Regions from separate parts of the Sus scrofa genome. Here all the other regions are linked to region 4. The links are chromatin contacts, called in public Hi-C and HiChIP or PLAC-seq maps. All regions are on one chromosome and are shown on one strand. The core of a region is the stretch at or near the end of the contact, and the rest is flanking DNA. Distances in the headings are between cores, read along the strand shown. Region 1 holds the start of ZKSCAN1 (zinc finger protein with KRAB and SCAN domains 1). Region 2 holds the start of SRRT (serrate RNA effector molecule homolog). Region 3 holds the start of MCM7 (DNA replication licensing factor MCM7). Region 4 holds the start of MEPCE (7SK snRNA methylphosphate capping enzyme). Region 5 holds the start of ZNF3 (zinc finger protein 3).

The links. Hi-C and Micro-C count contacts between places; a contact is called where the count stands out from the background. HiChIP or PLAC-seq counts read pairs in DNA pulled down with a chosen protein or histone mark.
Region 1: a contact with region 4 is called in an H3K27ac HiChIP or PLAC-seq map of alveolar macrophages. The contact joins the promoter of ZKSCAN1 here to the promoter of MEPCE in region 4. A contact is called at or near these places in 1 of 5 promoter capture datasets (fetal skeletal muscle) and 1 of 2 datasets of contacts at active chromatin or transcription factors (alveolar macrophages).
Region 2: a contact with region 4 is called in an H3K27ac HiChIP or PLAC-seq map of alveolar macrophages. The contact joins the promoter of SRRT here to the promoter of MEPCE in region 4. A contact is called at or near these places in 2 of 5 promoter capture datasets (fetal liver and liver) and 2 of 2 datasets of contacts at active chromatin or transcription factors (alveolar macrophages and skeletal muscle).
Region 3: a contact with region 4 is called in a Hi-C map of embryonic fibroblasts, with 2.1 times the contacts expected there. The contact joins the promoter of MCM7 here to the promoter of MEPCE in region 4. A contact is called at or near these places in 2 of 5 promoter capture datasets (fetal liver and fetal skeletal muscle), 10 of 47 Hi-C or Micro-C datasets (embryonic fibroblasts, epiblast stem cells, fetal heart ventricle and 3 more) and 2 of 2 datasets of contacts at active chromatin or transcription factors (alveolar macrophages and skeletal muscle).
Region 5: an H3K27ac HiChIP or PLAC-seq map of alveolar macrophages shows a contact between it and region 4. The contact joins the promoter of ZNF3 here to the promoter of MEPCE in region 4. A contact is called at or near these places in 1 of 5 promoter capture datasets (liver) and 1 of 2 datasets of contacts at active chromatin or transcription factors (alveolar macrophages).

Annotation. Positions count from the first base shown.
Region 1 is chr3:7,919,364-7,922,063 of Sscrofa11.1, reverse strand. ZKSCAN1 (zinc finger protein with KRAB and SCAN domains 1) reads right to left here and starts at 1,423. Exons shown (of 7, transcript XM_021086191.1): 1 at 1,268-1,423.
Region 2 is chr3:8,716,486-8,719,185 of Sscrofa11.1, reverse strand. It overlaps SRRT (serrate RNA effector molecule homolog), which reads right to left and starts at 1,404. Exons shown (of 21, transcript XM_003354479.3): 1 at 1,096-1,404; 2 at 700-839. The coding sequence starts at 821. TRIP6 (thyroid receptor-interacting protein 6) reads right to left here. Exons shown (of 9, transcript XM_003354478.4): 8 at 2,675-2,700; 9 at 2,295-2,578. The coding sequence ends at 2,447.
Region 3 is chr3:8,012,637-8,015,336 of Sscrofa11.1, reverse strand. MCM7 (DNA replication licensing factor MCM7) reads left to right here and starts at 1,290. Exons shown (of 15, transcript XM_021086193.1): 1 at 1,290-1,946. The coding sequence starts at 1,916. AP4M1 (AP-4 complex subunit mu-1) reads right to left here and starts at 1,636. Exons shown (of 15, transcript XM_021086202.1): 1 at 1,441-1,636; 2 at 1,253-1,341; 3 at 741-847; 4 at 565-661; 5 at 322-432; 6 at 153-233. The coding sequence starts at 1,498.
Region 4 is chr3:8,355,193-8,357,892 of Sscrofa11.1, reverse strand. It overlaps MEPCE (7SK snRNA methylphosphate capping enzyme), which reads right to left and starts at 1,291. Exons shown (of 4, transcript XM_003124352.6): 1 at 1-1,291. The coding sequence starts at 234. It overlaps ZCWPW1 (zinc finger CW-type PWWP domain protein 1), which reads left to right and starts at 1,698. Exons shown (of 18, transcript XM_005661906.3): 1 at 1,698-2,162.
Region 5 is chr3:7,981,423-7,984,122 of Sscrofa11.1, reverse strand. ZNF3 (zinc finger protein 3) reads left to right here and starts at 1,430. Exons shown (of 6, transcript XM_021086192.1): 1 at 1,430-1,567. LOC110259870 (a long non-coding RNA gene) reads right to left here and starts at 1,282. Exons shown (of 4, transcript XR_002342273.1): 1 at 797-1,282.

The DNA.
Region 1 (2,700 bases), core at 174-2,673, 440 kb after region 4:
GTAGTTAGCTTCTCTGTATTTTAATTTTGGTGAAAACTGCCCAAATAATGAACAAGAACCTTGCATAGTAACCAGAAGACAATACAAACTTGGAGAAACATTCTGGGGCAAATTATCATTTCGGTTCCCTAAATAATAAAGCTATTTCTCCACATTTGGCCACCCAATACAGTAACAGGGCTTTGTTGACTGGTTAAAATGAATCCTCCACAATTCAGTTCAACAAGTATTTATTGACCACCTCCAATCCGCCTAGCACTGGCCTGTACAATAAATGCTTTCTTTGGTCCCAGGCCATGTAACAGCCACTCTCTATAATGAAAGTACCGTATTGTGTACTGGAGGGAGGGGAGGGGGGCAGTGTCAGGCTGAAATGTAGCTGAATCTTTCAACTACTCGGACCAAAATCAAAGAACTTCAAAGCTGGAAAGGCCTTTTGAGAAAACCTAGTGGATTTTATCAATGACAAAACAGGTGGGGGACGTGTCTGGTCTTATCCAAGGTCATTCAGTTAAACAGTCTCCTAATGGCCCAGCGCAATTTCCACAAATTCTCATTCCAAGTCAAGCAGAGTGACTACGACCCAGAAATGAAAAATCCACCTAATCTTTCAGCCTTCGAAATATTTCCACAAAGCTGAGAGTGGGATGGCCATAATCCCTACCAGATCCGAATCACATCTTCATCCCCTCTGACTAGGCTTCAAAGACTCTTTAATCACCGCTCGGGGGTGGGGGTGGGGTGCAGAGATGCAGGTGATCTGGAAACACATATGCGGCACCTCGAAACGTGTCCATTTCTCGGACTTCCGCATTTTTCACCTCGAGATCCTGCAAGGACCCCGAAAAAAAAAAAAAAAAGTCTCTCACTGGAATCAAAGCAAATGGCGACGAAAGCAGAGCAGGGAAAAATCAGACAGGGGTCGGTTCGCTCGCGACCTGGTTCTCAGAAACGTCAAACGACGATGACGACACTGCAGGCGGGCGGCCCAGAAGGGGCCCGCAGACAGCAGCTCCCCAGGTCTCCCAGGAACCCCGGCCAAGGACCGTCGCCCCCTTCCCGCCTGGATCCGGGGTAGGGCGAGGACGTCTCCCCCGGGGGACGGCGCTGCCTACGGCTGGGCCTGGAAAGGGGACGGGGGCACGGACCCGCTTCACGCTGCGCCCTGGCAGCCCGGAGGGGACCCGGGGGCCGCAGCTGCGGAGCCCACCCCCATGCACACCCCTGCGGCCCCGCCCGCCCCCCAGAGGCCGGCCCCAAGTCTCACCGTGAGCCCCGGGAGCGGCCTGGGGGCGCTGGGCGAGCAAGGGGAGCTGACTCTGGGGCTCAGGCCGGCCGAAGGGCGCCGCACACGGACCTAGGCCCTCCTGACGCCTCGACACAGACACAATGAGTCACAAAGGCCGGAAGTGTGTCAGCACCTCGCCTTCCGGGACTGCGCCGCGCTTCCGGGTCCTCTCTAGGAGCGCGGGAGGATTTGGCATCTCGGTGCCCGAAAGCTGGACCCGGCCCCTGCCCTGCAGCGGTCCAGCCTCCCGCCTGGGGGTTCTCGCCCTCAGCCTGCGCGCCCCGAATTAAGGCTGGGACCAAGGGGAAGGGGATTCAGGCTTTACGGGATACTGTTCAGCTCTGACACCCGTCCATCTGATAATTCGATTTCTCCTCTTCCACCTCAGGCAGCGCTTGTAGTAATTATAGTTATTATCAAACAATAATAATACTTAGTAATTGTATGTCTGAGGCGGAGGAGCTGAAAGAAGGGTGTAGACAGAGAAAGATCAAAGCGAAGCCAGGGATGGCTGGTTTCACAAAACTACCGTGGTAGACTCTCTCACGCCCTGGAGATAATCTGCCAGTTGAGTGGGTGGTATTTTCAAAACACTTGGCCTGTAGACAAAGGACGTCTTTCTGCAACCAAGCTAGTTATAAGATTCTGTGTTCTGTTCATGTGGCATATGCTCTTATAGCAGTTTAGAAGTAGATTTCAGAATAATAACTGACATTTTTTGCCTTCAAGGTGCTCTCACAAGCTGCAATTAGGGCCTTCACCTTCACCTGGCAAGATAAGGCAGAAATAATATTCCACTTGCTGTGCAAGAGTGACCACCGTCTTTAATGATTGTGACTTTGCTCACATTCCAAGGCAAGTTCAGGGGAGAGGCTGAACTTAGTATCTGGGTTACATGATTCCTATTGCTTGGAGATTACTTTTTAAAAAATAAATTGGTGCCACCACTATGGAAAGCAGGATGGCGACTCTTCAAAAAACTAAAAATAGAATTACCGTAAGATCCAGCAATCCCACTTCTGGGCATCTATCCGGAGAAAACCTTGACTTGAAAAGGTACAATGAACACCAGTGTTCATTGCAGCACCACATACAATAGCCAAGATGTGGAAGCAACCTGAATGTCCATCAACAGAGGAGTGGATGAAGAAGATGTGGTACATGTATACAATGGAATATTAGCCATAAAAAAGAATGAAATAATGCCATTTGCAGCAACATGAATGGACCTAGAAATGATCATGCTAAGTTAGACAATGAGAGACAAACATCATATGCCATCACTTATATGTGGCATCTTAAAAAAGGATACAAATGAACTTATTTGCAGAACAGAAACAGACTCACAGACTTTGAAAAACTTACGGTTACCAAAGGGGACAGACTGGGGAGAAGGGATGGACTGGGGTTTG
Region 2 (2,700 bases), core at 155-2,654, 360 kb before region 4:
AGCCTAACTATACACCTTAACTATAACTCAAGAATATCCCAGATATACTGCAGGTTCGGCAAAACAAAAACAAACAAACTAGGAGTTCCCTGTAGTCTAGTGGGTTAAGGATCCAGCATTGTCACTGTTGCGGCTTGGGTCACTGTACTGGCGTGGGTTCGGTCCCTGGCCCAGGAACACACATGCTACAAATATGGCCGAAAAAATAAAATGAAAAGGTTTTGTTTTTTTTTTTAAAAAAGAACATCCCAAAAAACTAATTACTACCAGAGTCAAACCTAATCAATTAACCCGACCATCATTTTTCAAAGAACTCTTGCTGATTTTAGGCTAGACAACGACATTTAATCATATCCTGCCAGGAAACTGGTCGGACAACCTCTCCAGTCAAACCAATTCTGTAACATTACTTTCTTTTTGAATCAACCTTTTCGGTGTATAATTTACAAACAATAAACAGCACACACAAGTATTGCTCTTTTATATTCAAACTCTCTTACTTTCACCGCTTTGATCTTCTAGTCATTACACAGACAACTATTGGACCAAAAGCAAAGAGGTGAATGAACCACGTGAAATGGTCAAGGATGAGCGATTTCATATGGTTCACCCTAATAAGACCTTAAGGGCAATGCAGTGAAAAGTGGAGTGCAAGAGAATAATGCGCTGGAACAAAATTAAGGAAGAGTAACATTTTACCGGTCATTCCAATCATCCCCTCGACGTCTCTCATCTCTTTCCCGAGAACGGTCATAGTCGCTGCGTTCCCTTCTAAACTTGTCCCTGCGCCTTCGATCATACTCGTCATCACTGTCACCCATGGCGCGGTCTGAGAGGACCTGGAGGCGAAACACGGATAAATAGGATAATGAACAATGACGACAAGCGCAAAGGATTGTCCCTTTGAAGCAGCACGCCCCCCTCCGTCCGCAGAGGCCAGCCTTCCGCTGCTCCCGCCATTCTAAGCCCTCTTCCCCTTCAGCTGCAGGGCTCCACCAGCTGCCAGGGGTCTCCCGCCCGGCTCCCCGCACCCGCGGGCCTCTCGCCCTCCTGCCCGCCCCAGCCCCTGCTCTCCAGGCCCCTCCCCTCCCCCACCTGGGAGCGGCAGCGGCCGTTAGTCTCGCGCTCCGGCCGGCAGATTTTCCGGGCAACCTGGACCCGCCCCTTCCCTCGGGCGCGCGACGGGGACGGATTCGGGTGAGGGGGAGACGCGGGGCTCTCGGTGACTGGGCCGAGTAGACGCGAAGAGAGCGGGACAACCAAAGATGGGCGGTCGGCGCGCGCCGCCCGAGCTGCGCCTGCGTCACCCGCAGAATGGCACCTCGAAATACAAACTGGAGCCCGCGGGGACAGAACGGAACCAAACCACAGAGGCAAAGGCGGGGAGCACCGGGGGCCGATGGGAAGGGGCGGGGACCCGGAAGCCTCGCGAGCTTTCCGGGACGAGAACGGCACGGGCGAGAAGCTATGGGAGCCGCGCTGGATCAAGTGTGGCCTCTGGTGGGCGGTAGAAGCCTCTGGGCTTGAGGGTGAGTTTCCTCTCGCCGAGGTCGAAGGTCGCGCTTCCCCGGGTGTGTCTGAATCAGTTCGCATCCAGCCGCTGGTACCCCGACCCGCAGCTTTGATCTGGGAGCCTCCTGACGTCATCGGGAGTGGTTTCCAACCCCCCTTTCCTTGTACAGGGCAGGGGTTGGGGGAGTGCGGCCTTTCAGCGGATCCAGCAACCATTTTAATGCATTTCCCACCATTTTGTGGTCCCACCAGAGAATCAGCCTTTATTAGTGCTTCTGTCTGCGCTACGTCCTAAACCAGTTGTTCCTGCTCTTCCACAAAGGCACCCCCATCCTTAAGCAAAAGTGGCAAACCCCAACCAGTACCTTGATGAGCTCGGTTGTAGGTCTGAGGGCCTCACCACCCAGCAGGATCTCTGTTGCCCCATAACCTTTACAACAGGAAATGCTGCCTCCCTCGCATATGCTGCAGCCTTGTTCCCAGTGCTGGGGTGGGGGTGGGGGGGCGTTCTACAGAAACTACCCTAAAAGGGGGATTTAGAGGAGTTGTAAAATACACCCAGGACTGGAGTTCCCATTGTGGCTCAGCGGGGTTAAGAACCTGACTAGCATCCATGAGGATGTGGGTTCAATCCCTGACCTCGATCAGGGGTTTAAGGATCCAGTGTTGCCAGAAGTGCAGCATAGGTGGCAGCCGCAGCTCTGTTTTGACCCCCTAGCCTGGGTACTTCCATATGCCACAGGTGCAGCCCTAAAAAGCAAAAAAAGCATCAGATGAGACAATAGACTTCAAAGTGTTTTGTACACTCTTGAGGGATTATTATTTCATGATTAGAGGAAGAGAAGATGGCATTTGGTGACAACATTATAAAGGTAGATGTCAGGGAGGGTGGTTGATGGGAAGGGAGAACAGAGTAGGTGCTTCTGGGAAAGACTCAGCAGTCGGTGGTGACGGTGGCTGAGAGCTCTTGGATGCGCCAGGCACTGCAGGCCTTGCACAAGATGTGCCCATCCAGCGGGTAGCAACCCTGACATTCACCCTCAGAGGAGAGCAGCAGCCCGCACTCCTGTTTGGAAAGAAACAGTAGCTTTTCATCAGGCCTGGATCCCTGAGCCCCTTCTTTCTTGTGCTCTACCATACCCAGCGCCCCAGGCCCCCTGACCTCGCACTTGTAACACCCAACGTGAA
Region 3 (2,700 bases), core at 41-2,540, 340 kb after region 4:
CAGACAGGCAAAAAAGGACAGGTCACTAGAGGCTGGAGCTCTGGGATGGGGACACAGGAAAGGGAAGGGACGAGATCACCTATGTCTAGAGGAGATGGAAAGACAAGCTGGGCTCCGGGACTCTGATCTGCACCCGTCAACCCCACCCTTACCTGGTCAGAGCGGCTGGACAGGACAGGGCGGCTGGCTGCACTGCTGGGGGCCACTTTGCTCTGTTGTGTCTCGGCCCCAAACTGGAAAGCACCCAAAGCAATCAATCCTCAGGTCCGACACTCCCCACCAACCCTCATCCATGCTGGCCTCCTCTGTCCCTTGACTGACCAAGCCAACACTGCTGAGGTCAAAGAGGCTGAAGGGCTTGCTGACCACGGCCTCCGTCTGGATGAAGTTCCTCAGCATCTCCATGGATGTGGTCTGTACGTAGCCATAGTCCTGCGGGCAGAGGAAGGACATTTTTTGGGTGGTCAGTGGGGCGAAGGGGTGAAAATGAGTGGACTTGGTCTCCCAACCACGGGATGTATCTTCAGAGAATAGGGGACAGGGAAGGACGTTCTCAGACCTCACCAGCACTTCATCCAGGAGTTCGTAGACCAGAGCCACGTTGCGGGAGATGGTCCCCTCGCCCAGGGAGCCACAGTAATCTCCCAGGAGAGTGGCTAGCCTGCAGAAACACAATGGAGTGTGCATATCGGCCTCCTCTCCCACCCCCACGCCCATGTGCCCAGCCCTGTCCTCCTCACCGGGAGAGCAGCTCTAGGAGGCTGAAGGGAGAAATGTTCTCTGAAGTCGTGGCCACCAAATAGAGGCCGTTGTGTCTGATGTGAATAAAATGACGGTCATCGTGGTGCTGAGGTAGAGGCAGGGGGAAAAGCATTAGGAAACGAGAGTTGTAATGATTCCTGGCCTGTGAGACAGGCTAGTATCCGGATTCCCCTACTTACTAGCAACGTGATTTGGGGCCACATATGAAACCTCCCTAGAGCCCAGCTTCCTATTGTGTAAATGGTATTAATAACAGTACCAACTAACTGAGTAGCTGAGGACAGAGATGTGTAAGGAACTGTGCCTGGAACACGGTTGCTGCTCAATAAACTGCCATTAACATTTGGACTACTGCACTTCCCAAGTAGAAGCTCTCAGGGAAAGAGCCCTGGGAAGATCCCCGCACTGCCCTCCCCACCCCAGCCCCCGCCGCCTCGGAGCGCTGAGCGCATCCCTTCCACCACCACCCCCCACCCCCGCCAGTGGTTACCATGACAACAGGAGACTCGTCTCCGGGCAGTCCCGTCAGCTTCCGGTAGAAGAGCTCTGCCACATCCCGGCCGCCGCTGTCTCCGCGGACTGACGGGATAGAAGAACAGCTAAGGAGCCAGCGACACTGGCTAGCTCGGAGGCACCAGTCCCACCCAGCCCCAACCCCGCCCCGCAAGCCAAGGATACAGTCCTTGTAGATGAGCGGGTCCCCCTTGGAGGACAGAATGAAGAACTGGGAAATCATGGCCGTTCTGGAGGGTAGACCAGGAGGCAGCGAAAAGTTGGGCCTGCCCCGCCCTGCGGCCCCGGAACAAAAGGACGGGAATGGGCTGGCCCTTTAAGAGGGCTTCTCCTCCGACCGCGGGAAACCTGGCGCCTGCCCCGCCTCGCTCAGCCTTTCCCTCTCAGTACCCGCGCCATTTCCCCGTCAGTCACCCCAGGTTCTCCCGGTGATTGGTTGACGCTGGGGCCTGTGGCGAGTGGGCGGGGCGGAGGACCTCCTCTCTGATTGGCCCGCACACAGCGGCGCTGGTCACATGGGGGGCGACGTTTCGCGCCAATTTCGGTTGGTCGGCTGCGGACCACGGCGCAGACGGTTTTTGCTGCCCAGGCAGTGAGAGGTCTGAGCCCGCCAACTGCTGCCGCGCAGCCCTGGGCAGCAATGGCACTTAAGGACTACGCTCTCGAGAAAGGTGAGGGTCTGCAAGCGTGGGAGGGGCGTCCTGCGCGGAAAGGTTCCTGACCAACACCTGTTGGTGGTGGGTTGGGTTCCTGAGGGGCCTGGCCCGGAGCGCAAGGTCAACGGTAGGGTCGGGAAGCGTCGGGGCTGAGGCCTACGGTAACTGGGAGGCGTACGAGGCGCCAGGGTCGGGGAAGAGCTGGTAACCGGGTCCGGGAAAGGAGTGGGTATCGTGGGGTGGGGGGCGGACACCCCGGCTGGAGGCTCCAGAAGGAACGGTCGCGCCTTAGACCAAGGCTTCCAGGGGCCGTAAGGTTCAGGGTCTGGCACCCGCGGGCCCGCTTCCTTCCACGGTCTTAGGCACTCAAGAGTAGCCGCGTCCTCCCGCGACGCGCCGAAGCCCCGGGGGCGGGCAGGCCTGAGCCGCTGCGCGCCGGGATTGGTCGCGTCAGGCTAACCTCCAAGCGGAAGTGAAGGCGAGCGGAAGTTGCGCGACACCGCTGGAGGGTGTCGTGTGTAAACAGTGTCCTTCCGCGCGGTGGCCGCGGAGAGAACTACTGAGGATGGGGGCGTGCCTGGGATGGGGGAGTTTAGAGGAAGACCGAGGGAAGAAGTGGTGGGGTGGGACGGAGTGGCCCTCGAGGAGCTGGCCAATCGCTGGACGGTCTCCCGCCCTGAGCGGAGGAATCCCGGGCTGTGAGGCGGCGGCATCATCTGGGCCCATGTGCTTCTTTGTTTACTAAGAGCGGAAGCAGTGGCGGGAGAGG
Region 4 (2,700 bases), core at 42-2,541:
GCCCCGAGGGGTGGAGGTAGCCCCGGGGCTCTCCTTGCCTGCCCCAGAAGCTGGGGACCCCGCCGAGTGTGCGCGCGGGCCCGGCCCACGCTGCGTCCCGCCGCGGAGCTCCCCGGAGGCGACCTCTCGGTGTGGTTGCACCGTGGGGCCGCCCCCTCCGCCCGACTCATCTTTGAGCGGCGGTGGCGGGGCCGGCACCAGAAACGGCTCCTTCTCCGCCGCCATCTCGATCATTTCCTCCCCTTATTCCGTCCCAGTCGAGGGCAACCAGGGGGACCAGGGGGCTTAACCCCCCCTTCCTAAGACCGCGCTCCCTTCCCCCCTTTCCTGAGTGCGCGCGCAGTTCCGCTTCTCGCCTAGTCTCGTCCCCAAGCGCCTCCCCCGAAGCGCGCCCCACTCGCCCGCGAGACCAAAACAAGATGCCCGCGAGACCCGAACTCGAGGAACCAACCGCGCGTGCGCCGACTCCTTTCTCCTCTACCACTACCGCTTCGCCGCGAGCGCGCACTGCTGGAGCGCGTTCCTCTGGCCCCGGAATCACGCATGCGCACTCAGCCACCACCCTGGTTGCGCGCGCATCAGAGTACGAACCAACTTAACGGCTCCGGGAGTTTAAATATAGCCCCCCTAAGCCCCCCCAACCAAAGCCCACCACCCCAAACTGACGCCCTACTTCCCTTCGCAGCTACGTCCGTCCCTAGTGATATCCTTTGTCTCTGCCGCGCGATCCCACCCACCGTAGGCGGGGGACGGGGAGCTGGTGTGAAAAGGTCTCCTTGACACCCGACCCTTGTTCCTGAGGAATGAGTCTCTGCCGTCTCCGCCCGGCTCTAAACCCAGCAACCTCCCTACCCCGCCTCCTTCCTCCCCCTAGCGGGCAGCGCCTGCGCACACCCTTTTGGGCTTGCGCGGGTAGATGCAGCACGTGCTGGAGATGACGCCCCTCCCTCCGTCCTAGAGGCGGGGACTGCTACGTCGCTTCCTCAGGTTTGGTACGCGCAACATGCGTCAGCACGATTCGGAGGGGCGTGGCTAAAGAACGGGGAGGCCCTCGTGAATTATTCATAAAGTGGTGGCCCTCTTGGCCCACCTATTTCTAAAGAGGGGCGAACCTAGAAGTAGGAGAAGGAAAGGAGCGGAGTGTACCCACTGTCTTCCTAACTACTGTTCTCAGTATAATACAATAGGTCATTTTAACTCACCCCCCTGGAAAATATTCTCTGATGAACTGGGGGAAAAAAAGTACTAAGGCGATGTTGTCCAACTTCCTCTTTCCCCGAAACGGCCAGGTCGTTCTCTCGCTCCTCCGCCTTCCCTCAATCGCGATCACCTGGGGACACCACGCCCTCCTCTCCGCCTCCACACCCACCACCCGACGCCTGCTCGCGAGCCCCTCCCCCCGTTAGGGAACGGCGACCCAGACGCCCACCACAGCCACCAATAACAGTATATCTACCACCACCGCCCCCTTTGCACGCAGGCTTTTCCGAGCACCCGCGGCGCGTTTGCGCCGCCTTATATAAAAACGAACGTGGGCAGGGAAGAGATTTCGGTCGGCTTTGGGGGCCCCGGCCTCAGCCAATGGGGAACAAGCTACTCGATGCCCTTTTCAGAGGGGGCCCGTTCTCCGGGCCCACAGCGATTGGGGTTTGGGTCCTGTGGCTGCGAAGAGGGCGAAAGAGGCGGGAGTGGTGTTAAGGGTAGTCTCAAAATATCAAAATAAGGGTTTGAAGGAGACTCAAAGGGAGAATGGGAATCAGGAAGGAAGTCTAGGGCAGAGAAAAAAGTTAGGAAAAGGAAGATGGGCTTCATGAACGATCAGGCACTGCTGCTGCCACCTAAAAAAAAAAAAAAGTGAGGCCAACCAGGATTATGGGACTTGTAGTTTTACAGGGCGTTTGTTTGGAAGATGGCGCTATAACTCAGCTGCGCAAGCGCCGAACTAGCTTCCAGCTGCGCATGCGCAGCAGTCCTGCGAGCACGCCGCTTGTAGGAGGGGTGGGGTGGAGCTTGTGTGTGGCCTCGCGCCTTACCTTGCTTGGTGGCGGGAAAACTGGCTCGAGTTTTGGAGGGGTTTGCAGAGTTGCTGCGGTAGCTCATTCTGCTCCTGGCCTTTAGGTCCTCCTCGCTCCAGAAGATTGCTGGTGCTTTTCCGGTTGCAGGTGAAGGTGCTAGGCGCGGCCAATCCTAGTACCTGTTGCCTGAGGAGAGGTTTTCTCTTTAGGGCGAGGACCAACTCTTAGCCTGAGGAGAAGTTTTCTCTTTAGGACGAGGACCAACTCTTAGCTCTCTCCTCAGAATCTCCAACAGCAAACTCGCACCCAACAAACAAACAAAAGTAACCCAGTAGTATCGGGGCGGGCGACGACGGGCCGGAGAGAATGAGGATCCTGGTGCCTCCGCGGGCTGGGGGAGGGGAGAGGGAGCTGAGGGGAAATTCACGAGGAGTTTCTTGATGGGGAAGAGACAGTCACTGTTTTACCTATTGAGGGGAGTGAAGAACTTTTGCCTGTGGTACCTTTGGTGTTAATTGCCGTCCTTAAGAGGGAATTGGTGAGGGAAGAGAGAAGGGAAATGTAGGTCGCCCAAAATTCTTCCTTCTGGTTTTAAAGGTGGAAGTAGGCCTTTTACTGTTCCAAGCCTTGGCTCTTTGAGAGGGCAGATGGTGAAGCGATGTGGGAGTTCATGGCTGTGTGCCCT
Region 5 (2,700 bases), core at 181-2,680, 370 kb after region 4:
TCTCAGCCCCAGGGTATTAGAGCTGATTGCATTGATGGCCTGTTTTCTGAGGACTGTCATTAGGTGAACATTTACCAAACACACAAACCCACTCTGAGGAGCCTCACTCTGCTTCCACCCTTCCCTCCTCTCCTGCCACTGCCTCCTCCTTCATCTCTGTTCTTGTCCTGGAGGGACAAGTGGGATTATAAGGAATTGAGAAGAGAAAAAGGAAAAATGCCTTCCTGGGGGGGAGTGGAGTTTGCTGAGCGGCTTGGCCATTCCAAGCATTTGCTCAAATTCTCGCTGGGGTCCAGAAGGACTGGAAATGGGTCACACACCCACACCTCTTGGGCCACCCTCCAGTTTTGTTACCTGTTAATTGTTCTCTCATGCCTCAGGGCCTTTGCACTGGTTGCTGACTCTGCAGAGAACACTCCATCTTCCCGACTGGCCTGCATCGCTACTGGAAAGTCTTGTCACCTCCTGACAGGGCCCTGCTCTTTGTCACCTTTTCCCCAGCACATATTTCCTGTCCTTAGACTGAAGTCACTGGAGAGTAAGGCCTGTTGCACTGCAAAACTGAATGGATGCACTATAAATACTGGAAGCAGAAAAACTGCGATCAAATGCGAGGCAGGGCCATAAGGGGAATCAGATCACAAAACTTCCTTTTGTATATAATCTGAAGGATGTTTCTGACACTTCAAGGATTCCTCTTGTGAGGGCATAAAAGTGAGTGAACCAAGAAGCTTGCTTTTCATTTCCTCAAGCATCTCACCTATTTCATACTTTCTCCACATTGATGGGGCCTCACCTGTTTTCTTCGGATCCGGATGGATCTAGATGGATAACTTCCCCACATCTTTTCTGCTCCCAGCAGGTTTTGTCCTCACATGCATTCTCTGCTGCGCCAGAACGTTCTCTTCACATTTTGGTAATTTGGAGTTTAAGGATCTGGCATTGTCATTGCCGAGGCTTGGGTGCAGCGGACCCAGCAAAACATAGCAAAAAAAAAAAAAGATTTTGGTAATTTAAAGGAGGCATTTTACATGAAACAAACACAAAACCTGATTTGTTTGGAAACTTCAGATGAAGATACATTTTCTCCATTGAATCCTTCAAGCGTCCGTCTGTAGGCGACCTTAGGGCTTAAAACTCCACTTCGTGGAAGCGCAGCAGCGACCCTCTACCCCAGACACCGCGCCTTCTGCTCCCCCGCCTGCCGCGCTCGAGCATGCGCCGTGAGGACCAGGTGCGCGGCGCCCCGCCACGCCCGGCCAGCAGGGGGCGCTGCGGGCGGGGGCAGCAGGCGCGGAGCATGGCATCCGCGCTGGGGCCGGAGCCCAGTCAGCAAACCACAGAGAGACGCAGACCTCCCATTTTCCTAGAGAGAACAAGTGGACGTGGGGGACCCGGAGCGTTGTGTGTATGTGTGTGTGTAGCGGGGGGTGACTCGGACTGACCCGGAAGCGAAACGCAGGGAACTTCCGTTCTTTGTTCTGTCCCCGGTGTGTGGCTCTGTGACAGGGTCCAGCGGGGCCTGGTCGGTGTCCAGCCCCCCAAATCTCCCGTCCCTGCCCCCAGGGTGAGTCCGGCCGCCCCTGGGGCTCGCGGTGGGACGGAAGCAGAGGTCGCCGGGAAAGGGGTGGTGTCTGTGCCGCTGCGGCCCGCGGGGTCCCCAGGCCCGCCCGGAGCAGGGTGCGGGGAGGCGCCAGTCAGGACTCGCTTCCCCAGGGACCCCGCCCCCCAGCGCGCCCTGCATCGGGGAGGAAAGGAGCAGCTGTTGTGGTTCTGTGAGTTGCACAGCGCCCAGCTCGAGCCCTTAAAAAGTTCCAGTATGGCCGGAGAGGCGTCCCGCGCCTTCAGACAGCTCGTGACAGCGACCCTAACTTGGTAGTTCTCCGAGACGTTTTTATTTGATGTTAACAGTTCTCCGCGCCCGCGGCCGGAGGGAGGGTCTGTTTTTACTCCGGCTGGATCTGAAGATCAAAGAACGAGGAGTTCTACGAAGAGTGCGCAGTTAGAACTGCTCAGATTCCGGAATAATCTCCCAGGCGCACAGTCAGTCGAGTCTCTTTCGGGGAGTGGTACCACTGTGTCCCATTTTTCAGTTGTATTAGATCCCCTATTTGATTCGCTTTTCAAAGTGGGATCGAACACAGCCCGTTGTTTAAGTTCTGAAGGGTATGTGTAAACTCCAGGAGTGGATAAAGCACGATGATGAGCCTGCAATCTGTGGGATAATTATTGGCACTAAAGGTGCTTTTCTCGGAGAAGTGAAATTCGTGGGGTGCAGGCATCACTTGATTTCAAGTGTTTGGTGGAGAGTGGTATGGAAGGAGAAGATTCTATCACTAAAGCTTCGTAGGGCATGAGGCCTCTGAAGAGTTGAAGATCCAGGGGACAGATTTTTAGCTTGACATCTCAAGACCTCTCCAGTGGCGAACCTGTGCAGCAGTGGAACAGACTCCCCGCTGAAGTAGCCATGTGTGTCCAGCAAGTTAGCTGACAGAACGTTAGGAACTTCGGAAGATGTTTCTTGCACTGGGTGGGAGGTTGACCTAGAGAACCCTGACTTCTGTTTCAGCTCTAAAGCCACAACACAAATGCCAGTCGTGGTCTTTTTCTTTTTTTCTTTGACTGTACTCGCTGTATACAAAGGTTCCCAGGCCCGGGATCAAACCCCCTGCCACAGATGTAACCAGACCCACAGCAGTG